2 separate regions of the Drosophila melanogaster genome follow, and region 1 is linked to region 2. Evidence: chromatin contacts called from public Hi-C data. All regions are on one chromosome and are shown on one strand. The core of a region is the stretch at or near the end of the contact, and the rest is flanking DNA. Distances in the headings are between cores, read along the strand shown. Region 1 holds the start of eEF2 (eukaryotic translation elongation factor 2). Region 2 holds the start of Ns4 (Nucleostemin 4).

Region 1 (2,700 bases), core at 38-2,537, 930 kb after region 2:
GCCCAGCCGTGAAGCCCAGAACCGAAGCCCACTGATCCCTTAGAGGGATCCACGCGAACCTCACCCATCGGTCCTCCGTCATCGTTATAGGTGGCAATGATAACGTTTACGTTCTCGACGATGCGCTGGAAGGTCTGGTACAGCTCCTCGGCATCTAGTTGCAGCTCAAGCAGAGCGCGGTCCATTTTGTTCATGAATAGGATGGGCTTAATACGCTCAGCGATGGCCTGACGCAGCACGGTTTCGGTCTGGACACAAACTCCGGAGACGCAGTCTACAACAACGAGTGCACCGTCGGTTACACGAAGGGCGGCGGTCACCTCCGAGGAGAAGTCAACGTGACCGGGCGAGTCGATCAAGTTGATCAGGAAACCCTTGCACTCCTTCTCGCGCTGATCGGGGTGGGTAATGAACACCAGATCCTTTTCCTCCACCTCAAAGTACATGGAAATGGCACTGCAATAATGAAAGGCGGATTAAAAAAGCCGTGGGTGCTGGAACATGACTGGTCTTACGTCGACTTGATGGTAATGCAGCGCTCCTGCTCGTCCTTGCGGGTGTCAGTGAAACGAGTCTCACCAGCCTTGGCTCCGGCAATGATACCAGCCTTCGACACAAGGGAATCGGTCAGAGTGGACTTGCCGTGGTCTACGTGGGCAATCACAGACATGTTGCGGATGTTCCGCTTCTTGTCCATGAGGCCACGGATCTCGTCGACGGTGAAGTTGACCTGTAAAATAAATAAGGCATCGTTATGTACATATTATAACGAGTTTCCACTCGATCTATACACAGTGCTGATTTAAAAATGGCGTCCATACACACACTAAGTCTTCACAGTCGTGCAAAGGTCTTTGAGGTTAGATAAGAACTAAAAACCACAAATCACTCACTCGCGAGTATGGGCATCGATAAATATAGCAATATACATCTATTCCTTGGGTATTTCACAACAAGCACCAAACAGGATCACATTCTAGCCAAATTTCAATAGAAAATTGCATACGTCATTCCTAGTCTTTGTCTTGCATTTCACCATAATGCACACACACACAACAAGCAAACGTGAAAATATGTGGACACATCATTTCACCAAGTAATGGTTGAGACATCTGCACTTTTTGCACTGGGCATTAAAGATATTAATGCAGGTCGCCTCTAGGCCTTTTCTGTAGATATGGGGCTATTATTTCTGACTTTGGGCACCTACCATTTTGGATGTATGGAGATTTTCTCGCGGACCAAAAAAACACTACGCCTTTCAACGGCGTTTCGACAGGAAAGAGCGAGGCGCTGCAGCGACCATAGAGCTGGGACAATTCTTGATATTTTCGATAGTCGGAACCAGTAGTTGATCGATAGTAGTTCACGTGACAGATTCATCAGATAGTTATTTTGCATGTTTACTTTATAGTTTTTAAACTTTTATTTTACAGAATGACGTTTTCGTAATTTTCCACGTAATTTTCCGCGTCGAAATCGTGGTTGTTTATATAGCCATAAATAAATATTGCTAAGCACTATTATTAATTTACATACATCCGCTTAAATTTCTTCTAAATTATTTTTCTTAAAAATAATCTAATCTATATATATATATTTCTTTATCGCTTAAACTATCTTATGAAAAATAAACTTTAAGTGAAAGCTAGTTATATTCTCATTTGCTCATAGATGCCGAGCCTTTAAAGTTAACGACTTATGATAGTTTCGATCAAACGGCATTTCGAAATTCTACGCACGCAGTAATATTTAAAGTATAGCAAGCGAGAACGCTATCGTCGATTTTTACGACTATTAGATACCCATTACATAGCTAATGCGATTCTCTAGGAAAATATTTAAAAATTTTGTTGGCGTTGCGGTAGGAATTAAAAAAAGGTTTGAATTGTGGGCTTGAAAACTTATTGAGGTTTGTAGGTGTAAGAGTGGGTCACGCCACGGCATATCGACAGAAATTTGGCAGACAAATAATAAAACGAAAAAAATCAAGAGATCCGAAAGTCAAATTTTCCGACAAGAAGTTTCAAAATTTGTAAAAAATGCGGTGGAAGGTCATGGCGTAAGTGTTTTTGGTATTCATTATACCCGCTACTCGTAGAGTATAAGGATATCGTTTGTTCGTTGAATGGTATGTAACAGGCAGAAGGAAGCGTTTCCAACCATATTGCTCAGGATCAATAGCCGAGTCGATCTAGCCATGTCCATGTGTCCGCCTATCCGTATGAACGTTGAGATCTCAGGAGCTATAAAAACTAGAAGGCTGAGATGCCCACTCTAACGCCCTAAAACCGCACCATTAACCATTTTTCCAAATTTGTTCATAATTTTATTAGTCTTGTAAATTTCTATCGATTTGCCAACAACAAGATAATTATTTTATAAATTATGAAATATGGCGTTCGCATTCACACTAGATAAGTAATGGGTGTTTGATACTCAGGGAACTCTACTATAGCGTTCTCTCTTCTCTCCTTTTGCTCTAGCGTCACTTGAAACTTTCGAATTAGACGGCCTCATGTCACCTCTGAGTTCAGGTTCGTATCATTGATAAAGCAGCCTTGGAAACTCTACTCTACTGTACCCTATTCTCCACTTGCGATCCCGCTTATATCAGATATTTTATTTTTTCTAAAAAACGTGGAAAACTAACCAGGAACTAGAGATATTGGTCAATTGAAAGGAGGACAACAGTTGAAT
Region 2 (2,814 bases), core at 290-2,789:
AGAGCAACAAGAAATGTGTTTTATTCCGATGAAATCCAGGCGGGGGCACAGCACATCTTGGCGTCTTACAGCTTGGCCCTCTCTGGAAGGGAAAGTACTCCCGAGTCGAGCAAATCTTTAAACTCGTCGGGCTTAAGATCTAGTTCGTCCATCCACTCCACCTGCGCACCATCAGTTGCCTTGGGCAACTTTCCCGGAGTTCTGCTTAGGACTGGAGCAGGACGTGGCGTCGCTGTATCCTCAGTCACCTCGAACGAATTCCTCTGTATATTGTGATCGTGTCTGTGAACCTCGCGGTAATCCAGAACGGGATAGACACAGGCGTCGACATCCTCAAATATTTGCGACCATTCAGCTTGGGTCTTGGAGAGGAAAGCCTCAGTCAAAAGCTTTCTTCCTCGAACCTGATGCTCCTCGCCAAACTGACTGACATCTTCGGGCAGTTCCAAGCGCTGTTTTAGCATCTCAAAGAACTGCGGTTCCAGGGCGCCCACGGACATGTAGCGACCGTCTTTGGTTTCGTACGTGTCGTAAAAGAATGATCCACCATCGACGAGGTTGTCACCGCGCTCCCTCCCCCAAATAACCAGATTCCTGGACATAAACAGCCAACTGGCCACATAGGCAGCTCCCTCGACCATCGAGGCATCCACTACTTGGCCTTTTCCCGACCTGTGGCGCTCCAAGAGGGCAAGGCAAATTCCCAGAGCGCACATCAAACTGCCGCCAGCGAAATCGGCCAGAATATTAATGGGTGCAGTGACCTTTTCGTGGCGCCTGCCCAGCATGGAAAGTACTCCCGATAAGGCCGCGTAGTTGATGTCGTGTCCCGCCCGTTGCGCCAGTCTTCCATGCTGGCCAAAGCCGGTGAGGCGGGCATAAATCAGGCGGGGATTGGCTGTGCACAAGTCGGTGGGACCCAGATTTAGTTTCTCCATTACTCCCGGTCGAAAAGGTTCGATGAGCACATCGCACTTCTTGACCAGCCTTTGCACCGCTTGCTGACCTTTCGGGTTCTTCAGATCCAGGCAAAGTGTGCGCTTTCCCTGCTGCAGTACATCCAAAGGGTTTTCCATCACCTGAACGAGATGGGAACATGGATTCAAATTCGGCGATCGGAGTTGTATTGAATTTAACGCCCAGTTTGTTTACCTTGTCGATGCGGGTGACTGTGGCCCCAAAGTCGGTTAGAATCTTCCCACAAAACGGTCCTGGTGCTAAACCCACGAATTCGAGTACCCTGATGCCTTTAAGTGGCATCTTTGGAGGAGTTTTGATGCGAAAAGTAACAAGAAAATTAAGTGCACTTTGAACGGCATTGCAGCAGAGATGCCAACTTGTAGGTGATTTTTTCTAATCTCACGAGACAAGGAGTCGAATGAAATAACTTTAACCTGCACCTCCTGTCTCTGCATGTATTTTTTTTGTTTTTGATAAAAATTAATCTTGATAACAAGAAATGTACCAGTGAAAGTTTTATTTATTTTCGTGACTTAACTGTCGAGCTCGACAACCCGGTGCTCTCGGTGCTGCCAACTGGTGTGAAACTTTTAATTCGCAAAAGGGAAAAGCCGCAACAACATTCAATCCCAATTAACTACAACTAACAGTTGGCCACCGCTGCTGGACGAAACCAAATTGACCGGGAGTGAGACCAGGACGTGACCCAAAAACGATGCCACAGCAACGGCGCAAGGTGGCCTTTAGCGGCAAGAAGAAGAAGGACCAGATGTTGCAAAAGCGCAACACAAAAGGTGAGAAAACCGAGATTGTGTGCCCACCTGTGAAAAGGGGCGTAAGGCTGGAAAATCGAAGCGGATGACTAACAATTGTTACGCCGGCAGGTCCCCCAAAGTATCTGAGGAGCACGCAGGAGTCGTATGAGGACAGCGATGTGCCGGAAACGACCAGGAAACTCATGGAGCAGCCTTTTGCGCGCGGCGGAAACCGAAACAAGAACGTCAATCGCTATAATTTGCAATTCTACCAGGAGGGCAAAAAGGAACTGGAGCAAATGAAACAAGAGGGCTTTAAACCGTTCGAGAAACTCAGTCCCGCTCAGCGGGAAGTGGACGACCGATACTTTGCCGGCTGCGACTTCCCAGTTCGTCCACCTTGGACGCTAACGGAGTCCAAGGAAGAGCTTGATCGCACCGAGAATCGCTACTTTAAGGTAGGTCAGTCTACTGGCGGCTTGGTTTATAATATTAACATATCCATTAATAATCTTTTGTCAGGAATACGTGGACGAGCTGCAGAAAAAGCAGCGTGCTGGAGATTCGAAGGAGCTTTCGCTGTTTGAGCTGAATCTGGAAACCTGGCGTCAGCTATGGCGTGTCCTGGAGTTCTCGGACATCCTGCTGATCATTGTGGACGTGCGCTATGCCACGCTGATGTTTCCACCCTCCCTGTACGACTATATTATCAACACGCTAAAGAAACATGCGATAGTGGTGTTCAACAAGGTGGATCTAGTCGAACCGCATGCGGTGGTGGCTTGGAGGCAATACTTCCGCGACCGTTACCCCCAGCTACCAGTGGTGCTCTTTGCATCCTTCCTCCCCCGATCCCGCAAAGGAAGTCAACGTGGTCCACAGGCTCATCGCAGGAGTATGGAAGGAGTGTATAATATCTACAAGGAATGCCAGCGCTATGTCCAAGGAGAGGTGGATCTAACAACCTGGGAGCAGAAGATACGAGAGGACATGCGTAGTGATCAGCTTGACATCCTGGATGAAATATCAACGGCCGTGGAGGGTGAACTCAAGATCAGCAGCAGCATCGACACCACGCCCCACGAGCACGTTAAATATC

What was found. Hi-C and Micro-C count contacts between places; a contact is called where the count stands out from the background.
Region 1: a contact with region 2 is called in a Hi-C map of the Kc167 cell line, with 2.4 times the contacts expected there. A contact is called at or near these places in 3 of 107 Hi-C or Micro-C datasets (the Kc167 cell line, the ML-DmBG3-c2 cell line and eye imaginal disc).

Annotation. Positions count from the first base shown.
Region 1 is chr2L:21,680,829-21,683,528 of dm6, forward strand. It overlaps eEF2 (eukaryotic translation elongation factor 2), which reads right to left and starts at 1,288. Exons shown (of 5, transcript NM_165394.3): 1 at 1,211-1,288; 2 at 516-730; 3 at 1-456. The coding sequence starts at 1,213.
Region 2 is chr2L:20,750,937-20,753,750 of dm6, forward strand. It overlaps Ns4 (Nucleostemin 4), which reads left to right and starts at 1,540. Exons shown (of 4, transcript NM_136211.4): 1 at 1,540-1,754; 2 at 1,845-2,173; 3 at 2,238-2,814. The coding sequence starts at 1,676. Amacr (Alpha-methylacyl-CoA racemase) reads right to left here and starts at 1,405. Exons shown (of 2, transcript NM_001273709.1): 1 at 1,153-1,405; 2 at 1-1,079. The coding sequence starts at 1,260. The coding sequence ends at 66. Fs(2)Ket (Female sterile (2) Ketel) reads left to right here. Exons shown (of 7, transcript NM_001259182.2): 7 at 1-5.